Regions from separate parts of the Mus musculus genome. Here region 1 is linked to region 2. Evidence: chromatin contacts called from public HiChIP or PLAC-seq data. All regions are on one chromosome and are shown on one strand. Each heading gives the region's core, a stretch centred on a gene start, on an enhancer-like site or on the middle of the called end of the contact. The rest is flanking DNA. Distances are from core to core; before and after follow the strand shown. Region 1 overlaps Ric8b (RIC8 guanine nucleotide exchange factor B). Region 2 overlaps Rfx4 (regulatory factor X, 4 (influences HLA class II expression)).

The links. HiChIP or PLAC-seq counts read pairs in DNA pulled down with a chosen protein or histone mark.
Region 1: an H3K4me3 HiChIP or PLAC-seq map of bone marrow-derived macrophages shows a contact between it and region 2, with 4 times the contacts expected there. The contact joins two enhancer-like sites. A contact is called at or near these places in 3 of 39 promoter capture datasets (the C10 cell line, HPC-7-derived erythroid cells and liver), 1 of 484 Hi-C or Micro-C datasets (nephron progenitors), 2 of 115 datasets of contacts at active chromatin or transcription factors (bone marrow-derived macrophages and forebrain) and 1 of 9 other capture datasets (adipose tissue).

The regions. Positions count from the first base shown.
Region 1 is chr10:85,008,295-85,012,700 of GRCm38.p6, reverse strand. The region is part of intron 9 of Ric8b (RIC8 guanine nucleotide exchange factor B); the gene reads right to left. Among named protein-coding and RNA genes, the nearest start is that of Gm34633, 6.5 kb to the right of the region's middle. Within about 2 kb of position 1,325, at least 18 of the 459 cell types and tissues checked have an H3K27ac peak or open chromatin away from gene starts, as enhancers often do. A contact at or near this core is called in bone marrow-derived macrophages, where this site is marked.
Region 2 is chr10:84,772,057-84,776,527 of GRCm38.p6, reverse strand. The region is part of intron 1 of Rfx4 (regulatory factor X, 4 (influences HLA class II expression)); the gene reads right to left. Among named protein-coding and RNA genes, the nearest start is that of Rfx4, 18 kb to the right of the region's middle. Within about 2 kb of position 1,752, at least 93 of the 459 cell types and tissues checked have an H3K27ac peak or open chromatin away from gene starts, as enhancers often do. A contact at or near this core is called in bone marrow-derived macrophages, where this site is marked.

The DNA.
Region 1 (4,406 bases), core at 76-2,575, 240 kb before region 2:
GTAACTGCAGGCTGTGAGGTATGGGAGGGCTGGATGGTAAGGAGAAGCACCAGAGAGGCAGGTATAGCAAAGACACAGCATCCCTGCCAGCACTACCACCAATTTTACCTCCACAGTAACAGAAGAGTCAACACTGGGGCTAGCGACCAGTGTGAGCTACCCAGCTACCTTCTTGCAATCCCAGGAAGAGTTCTTCCAAATCAAGTTTGTTATCTTTATTACTACCCTTTAGTCCAACTCTATAATTGGGAACAATTACTCACACAGTTTCATGATCAAATTACAAGAGTTAATTTATAGAACAAAGGTCACCCGTCTTTAAATTCTCACATATGAACTATTCCCAAGCACTGTATCACCCTTCTATTAAAATGGAAGCTCCTCAGAAGGCATGGATTATTTCCCTTCCCACACGGCTCCGTGCAATGCTTGTATCTACTGACATTTCTGTAGGAAGGGCATCAGTGAAACTTGGCCAGAGTCATGCATTCATGCAAATAAATTCAGACAGCAAAGTGATGTTGTGTGAAGAGTAAACAGAGTGTAAGTTAGGAAGTCTGAAGTCCAGATTCCTCCACTTACCAGCTGTGTGATCTTGGGCATGCCTCTGAGTCTTACTTTCCCTATCTGTGAAATGGGGGTCATGATAATACTGGCTCTGCCTACTTCCCAGTGATGACGTAAGAAGTCCCAGCCCAGCAGTGGCAGCAACAACTGCAACAGTATAGATCTAAGGGCCCTGTAAGTATGAGGACTCAAGTGTTTACTGTAGGGGAGTGGTAGGCACAGAGAGGTCTGGAAGCCAGACCTGGGTTCTAATGCTCGAATGTGAGTGAGTTTCCAGCACATTAACTGGAAGCTCTAAATTCTGATTTTATTTTCTATAACACTGGATCAGGAACGCTCATCTCATTAAGTGGTCATGAAAGCACAGACTACAGACTACACATGGTGTGTGGAGTGGCTGGGTTCTTGTTCTTTACACATTTACAGAAAGCTTCCCCTTCCTGATTGACTGGTGGTGGGGAGGAGAGGTAATGGTCCCTGTCCTCAAGCAGCTTCAGTCAACAGTTTGGAACACACACACACACACACACACACACACACACACACACACACCCCAATACTGAAAGAATTACAGAACAGCAGATCAACAAGCTTAAGATGATCGACAAGCAGTACCCTGCCTTCCTGAGCCTTAACAGCCCACCTGTATATGCCATTTGTTCAAGGAGATGTCTTGTCCTGTGGGAGAGCAGGAATGGATCATATGCTAGCTTGTGACCAACCCTGGGTTGATTCTCATACTCTCTGACTAATTCTCTGGTCTTCTGTATCCAGGACTCTGGCTGAGTCACTACTGGAGACTCACTACTGACAGCTTAGTGCATGCTCTGGTCATCTGTCATTTCATTGTCAGCTGTTTGTGTCCATGTCAGTAAGCTATGGACAGAGAGTCAGAACCTATTTATCAACACCACAGCAATGCTCCCTCACCATTGTATGGCAATGCACAAGCAGGTGGGACACAGGAGGAAAAGACATTGCTACAGGCTCCTTGCAGGAGGCAGACTCGGGGACACACTGTAATTAATGGCAGTGAAAAGACACGGTGTTATAGTGGGAGAGGCATCCCAGAGGCAGAATTAGTCAGGCAGAGGCACAAAAGCAAGAGTTAGTTATGTGCAGGGCTGGCAAGCAGGTTGGCTCAGCTGAGGAAAAGGAAAAAGAAAGCTCAAAAGTGCTGCGAGGCATGGAGGGCTAGATCCCGGGTGGGCACTAAGGCTGACGAGCTGCATCGAGTCCAGGGGATCGCTGTCTCCTATTTCAAAAGCCACCTTCCATATTTAAGAATGCTCATTAAAAATAAGCACTACTAAAAACTTTGATCTCTACAAATGACACTGCTCTGACATACTAAGGAAAGTATGCTCTGTGCTTTAGTTTTAGTGTCCTCTGTGTTCTAGCACGGTGCCGCAGAGAGCAGAGCCGCAGTTAAGTATGTGAACTGCATTTAGCTGGCCTTCTTACAGAAGTCAGGTATCTGGAGGCTCCTCACGGCTAAGTCATGAACAAGACTGGCTAAACCTGAGAGCAGATTGGTTTTCATCATCAAGATGTATAGATTCAGGAAAGGATTTCTGATCTTTAGGAAAGCCTGCTATAGAATCAAGAAAGGCTTATTAATCCACAGGAGATCATGTTACAGAAGAAGGAAATCACTGATCCATAGGAAATCCACGGAATGCTCCCCAAGGATATACTGCTCTCTGCAAGACTGTGCTCATCTTGAGGGCAGAGAGCCATGTCTTCTCAGGCTGTGATTTTCATCTAGGACAGAGCACACAGTGGGTGCTTGGTAAATGTTTGCCAAAAGGGCAGAGTGCATGGCTGTGGCCTAAATGGAGAATGGCAGAGGACTGTGTGTCAAGAAGCATTCCCTAGGCTATACAGCTTTGATGATGAGTCACCGTCATCAGATGATGCTGATGGCCCAGCTTAAGTCAACCAACCACCTTTTGGTACTGACTCAGCTTCTTGTGCCTGAGACATTAGGAGTTCTAGATTCTAGCTTCAAATTTTCTATTAGTCTATTACAAGTCCTTGGGCAAGCCATTTGCCTCTGAGCTACAAAATGAGGAAGGGGTGGACAAGATGATCCCCAATACTCTATACTAATGTTAAGAATAAGTATCAGGCTACTAATAATTTTGAATCACTTAAAAAGCTCCTGGGGTTTTTAAGACACTCAAAATCACTATCCTAATCAAGATATTCTAAACCTAATGGTCAATGCAGCACCTGCCTGTCAATGACATACAGCATGACCACAAATCTTTTCTGCCATCTGCCAGCAGGTGATTAAATGATTACTAAAGCAATGGCAAGTACCACAAACAGGATCCAGATGGCATCATGCCCTTTGCTGAGTCTTTTTATGAAGAGTTACCACAGGCCCTAAATTTATGATGGTTCTCTCTAAAAATTGATGGCTGGGTATCCAATAAACATCTTGTTTGAAATGTGTATCAGGATTAAGATATTCACATAGCAACAACTGCTTCATACTTACCTTCAATGCTATATACAGGCCTTAACACAGTTAAGACTGCCCCCGTTATCACCAAAAAGTACAGTGATGTCTACTGGATAAAGAGCCCATTCTAGGCACTGTGACAGTATCATGGCGGGCTTCTCATCTGATCAGGCATCTGGCCAGGGAAGAGATAAGCCTCCAAGAATGTTCAACTGGAACGAAACATCATTTAGAAATTTGATCTTACTAAACGATAAGGAATCATAGTCTATAAGGGTGTGGCCAGGCAAGAGGACACAGATAAAGCACGTCCAAGAAAAGAAAGCCTATTTTGCCCCACAGCCTAACCCTTGGGACTGCCAATGGAAACCAAAATAGTAATAATAGTAATAATAATAATTAATAATAATAAAAAGAAAAACAAAAGATTCTTAAATCTAGGGGTGGGAGCTTACAGAATTTAAACATACTTAAAATTTTCTGTTCTGTATAATATTTTTTTCCCAGATATATTTTAACATCTTCCTGTTGGTGTGATACTCTGTGATAGCTCCTTGGAACTGTAGAGATGGTCACACTGTTTTAGGGCTTCAAGTTCCTATGTGACTCCCCCAGCAGGGACTGTCAGTATCAGGGCTCAGACAGTAACATGCCCAACTGCACAATGGGGACTGGGTCAGATGTGTCTGTGTACCACCTGACTTGACCTGGAAGCCAGAGAATACTCTTGCCCACAGCACATGTGCTGTGCAGGATAAACAAAGCATTCCATTCAAGTGCACTTGTGAAAGCAGGGCACAATCACGCAGTCGGTAAAAACACATCCTTGTTTCCCACTTGCACATCTCCCAAGAGTCCCTTCGAATTTACCTATACGAGTTTCAGCTTCCCGCTTGCCACTTAGCTTGATAACGACTCAAAAATCATTCCCTTGTTTTCAAGGGCTCTTCTTTCTTGTCTGCTCTGTGTACTACAGGGCAGTATTGACATGGAATTAATGACAGGGTCTGTAATGAAACAACAATCATGCAAACACCAGTCTGCTCTTTTGACAAAACAGCATGTTAGAGACCTATCCACCTCCCTCTAATTGAGTACTACATAATAGTTCCGATCCTTTTGTGTAGCGTATTTTGTTCTATGATTAGAAAAGAAGAGAAAGGGGAAACCTATGAAGCACTGCCTCCTTTAATCACCCTGATTAATTCTTGTTTTAATGAGGGTGCTGCTATTTAGTCATGTTCTGCTACACTCTTGCTTTGTTGACTTCTGTTCAGTGTATAACAAAACCGGAGACAGGATAATTGGGAGCCGTTACTTTGGCACTGGGATTCCTGTTCTTAATGTGAGGTTGGTCTGGAAAAAGAGC
Region 2 (4,471 bases), core at 503-3,002:
CCACGTAAGAAGTTGAGTGTGACAGATTATCATCCCAGTGCTGGGGAACAAAAAGGAAGAGCTCTGGGGCTCGCTGGCCAGCCAATCTTGCCAAATAGGCAAACTCTAGGCTTAGGAGAGACACCATATCAATGTGGTGGCATACACCTGTAATCCCAGCACTTGGTAGTGAGGGTCAGGCAGATCTCTGAATTCAATGGCAGCCTGGTCTACAGAGTTAGTTCCAGGATAGCCAGGGTTACATAGAGAAACCCTACCTTGAAAAACCAAAAATAAAATAAAACAAAAAATTAAGGTGGAGAACCTCTGGCAAACATATCCATACTCCACCTCAAGAGAAAAGGGAACGGAGGTGGGGGTGGGGGGGGGGAGCAGAAATACATTTTGAGGTAAGAAAGCTAAAACTTATAGAGAGTAGATGATTGGTCAAAGTCACCCAGCTGGTAGAGGTCAGGATCAGCAGCCCAAGGTCATAACCTCAATTCTCCACGTGGGAGCTGAGCCTCCTTCTCCTGCCTCCCACACGGCTCCCAGACAGTGTCAGCGCTGCGACCTCAAGCAAAACCTGATTTGTGTCAGAACTTTCAATAAAACTCTACCTACACATTATAATTTTTGCTAAATACTCTTGCCTGTTTCTTTGTCAGCCTTTGGCACGTGTGGCGGGCTCTTCAGCTGGCAGCTCAAACACCTCAGGAGTGGAGTTTATTTGGGCCTTTCTTTTGACCCTCCACTAGAACCAAGCACACGGCGCCCAGTCTCACCTCAATACATGCTACATTACTGCCATGAGATTTCAAAGAACGTGTGACTTATAAGTAGACCTGGCCCCACAGCTGCAGACCTGGCCCCACAGCTGCACACCTGTCCACACAGCTGTAGGATTCTCTAATCTTCCTCATCTTCAAGGCTAGGAAAAGCACAGCACATCAAAGACTTTTTCTCAACTTAGGATAAGCAAAATGTTGTGCTTTTGTGTGTATGTGTGTGTGTGTATGCATGTACACACCCCCCTCCACCCCCCCCACACACACCTTTTTGATGTAAGAAGCTGTACTAGAGAGATGCTATCTCCTGAACTCTTGAGGGTAGGAGCCTATAGATTTATTTGACATGAATGACCTCTTTGCCTGCACATGTGTTCATGTATGTACATTGTCTGTTGCCCTCTGGGGTCAGATCCCATGAACGTGGAGTTACTGATGGCTGTGAACCACCATGCGTGTGTCAGGAACCAAACCTAGGTTTTCTGGAAGAGCAATTAGCGCTCTTAACTGCTCACCTCTCCAGCCTCCTCCCCATCTCTTTGCTTGTTTGTTTTGGACAAGGTCTCAGGCTGTAGCCCAGGCTGACCTCTACATTTCAATTCTTCTGCCTCCTATACGCTGGATTTCAGGAATGTGCCACCATTCCCAACTCCCATTTTCCATCTTGAACCCAGCTGTCTGCTATGCCTGGCCCCAGAGATGTTGCACACACTAAATAAACCATATCAAATATGTTCTCCCGCCAGCTCTCCACTACTCCATCAATAAGAAGTTCCTACCATGTGGCAAGTATCCCCCAAGAACGCATTGTCACATATTGGTCTAAATTAAACCTCAAAACAGTGTTCTCGCCATGACTTGATAGCTCTATTTATAGATATGGGAACTTGAAGTGGAAGTCACAAAGCGCGGCCAGCTGTGACCAGCGCGGCCACACTGGCACTCTTCCAGTGCAGAAGGAGCTCACCACTCACACGTGATGACTTCCTGTAGTGAAAGTCAAGCTTGTGGCAAATGTCGCAAAGGATATGAGGATGACTGCGAGCTCAGCCTCCTGGGCCGTACCACAAGCTGGGCTCCCAGCCGCCCGAAGCAGGATGAGACTCTGCCTGCCCATGAGTCTTACTCCTCAGGACCTTAACCAGCTTTACTTACAGGCAGCCCTTCATGCCTCTTCACTTTGGTTCAAAGACTGAGAAACCCTGATTTCCACAACTTTTCTCCATTTCATAGGATGAAACTGAGCAGAACCATACAGAGGACTGATTTCCTAGGAGGTGGTGGAAGAAATAGGAAGTTGCCCCATCCAGGAGACACCATGGCCCAGGCACCTGGAGCTTAGAATTCTGCTTGACAAATGCATTCATAACTTGAGGGGTGGAAGGTAGGGCACTGATTAAAATGAATCTTAAAAGCCAAAGCCTCGTGAAAGCTTGGGGACACGTTCTTGGGGACCTGAGATGGAGCTGTCTATGTATTCATTTTACAATTACTGCCATGTGCCTTTCTTATAATTCTAACAGAAGCCTTTCCTCTAGAGCCCTGGGGCCTAGGATCTCAAGACCTACAGATTTGTTTTCTAGAATTTAGTTTCCTCAGCCTTATTTGCTCCATTCAATATCTTGTCCCCAAGAGCTATGAATAGTTAGGAAAACAGTTGGCAGAGATGACTAATGAAACACCAGTTGCTGGAGTCACAGACAGGGAGAGCCTCCGTCAGAAAGGCCTTGGAAGATGAAGAACTTAGGCAAAGACGAAGGGGAGAGAGCAAGCCCTTTGAAGAATCAGAAGTTAGCCAGCATCATGTTCCCTTTAAGGTCCAAGATGCCTGACATGACGTCATGAGGGCGTTACAGGCAGGACAGGGTGGGAGAGAAGGCAGACTCGGTCTTGGTGGACTGTGAGATTTAGAGTCAGAACACCTGAGTTCAAGTACCAAGTACCGGTGCTACCACTCATAGCTATGAGGTCGTGAGGGTGGGTCCCAGGTTCCTAAATCCCTGCCTGCCAGGGTTCTCCAAAGATGCCCTAAAATAGCAATGGCAAAGTGCTGGACCCATTTGGCCTCATGGGGCATAGGAAACTGGAAAGGCACTGTCTCTTAGAACCCAGGAGCTTTCTGGAGAGATGAAGCCAGAGAGTCAGCGTGGGGGTGGGGGCTATGAACTGTAGCAGTGACTGAGTGTTCACCTCATGCCAGTTCAGTTACCTTGGGTTACACGCCTCCTCTGTTCTCGTCAGAGAAACCAAGGCAGACAGCCCACTAGCTCTGACTTGCTGGACAGAAACTAAGACAGACAGGGCAAATCCAGGTAGAGTAACTCAGACGGCTGGTGGCTGAGTTGAGTCAGGTCTAACTCCAAAGCCGGCATCCTGATCCAGGACACACAGCAAGGAAGCAAGGCATCCAAAGAGAGCCTGTGGCCTTGGGAAGGAAGACAGATCCATCTCGGCCTGGCTAAGTCTGGCTGATGCTTCAAGGATTCCCCACCAGTCAGACAGAAAAGGAAAGTGTGGTATGTTAGGCACAAGAGCTGCAGTTAGAGACAAGGGCATGGGGTAGAGAAAGGCCAAGTGGATTCCGGGAAAAGGTGAAGAGTTTGCCAACCTGTGGCCCAAAGACTTGGTAGGCCAGGGGTGTGAGAATGCCTTGGGAGCAGCTTGCAAAGGCCTGGCTCCCCAGCCTGGGAACTGTGCAGGCAGCTCGGAAGCAGCTAGGCTTCCTGGGGAGCATCATATGAAACAGAGCTCTGATGCCAACAGGAATGTCTTATGCAACACCCGAGAAAAGGCTGCCTGACAGAAGTGTCACCAGGTTTTTAATAGAAGGTGTTATTCGTGCTCTCTGTCTAAGCCATCTTTCAGGACACTGTGCCAGGGCTTATTTTTAGGAACCCACAACTGTAAAAAAAAAAAAAAAAAAAAAGCTACATGAAAGGGTTGATATGCCCCATGGATGGCTGCCAAGGAGGACTTGTGTTGAGGTTCCCTTCCCCAGAGCCCAGGTCATTACCAGTGGAATGGCGTTGCCATGGCCATCTCTGTCCATAACCTCCAGCACCAGGCCATGCTTTGCTCTGGATCATTCTCTCCCAGTCCCTCTTCTCTCTTTCCTGACTCCACATTGGTGGGGATACACAGAATCTGGACCCTAGAAGGCAGCAGCTGTGGCCTGCCTCTCCAAAGGGCTCCTCAGGTCAGTCAGTGGTTACCATGGCAACCCTACAGGCCCTAGCCCAGGGGCCCCTGGGTTCCATCCAGGAAGGGGCTGAACCACAAAGACAGCCCCACCCCCTTGTCTGCCTTTATTTCTCTTCCCATGTTCACCAAATATGGATGGGGTGCCTGCTCTGCACTAGGCTAAAGATCTAGTGATGAACAAGACCAAGAAGGTCCTGGCTCAGAGGACCTGTGTCCTACAGCGGTGGCAGACCCAAACAGACAAACAAGAGGACTTCGGAGTCATAAGAGTGGTGACTTAGAGGCACAGAATGGGATAACAGGGGTTTGGGGATACTCTTTAGTAGCAGGGATGCTAACTGCTGGTCTGAGAAGGTGAGATTGGACGGTAAAGGCCCAAGGCAGGAATGGGCTTGGAGAGTGAGGAGGACCTGGGAGGCCATTGTAATGAAGAGGACAGAGGAGAGGAAGAAAGAGCTGGAGCACCTAGGGACTGAGCTGTCCAGGGTAGAACTTCACATTTA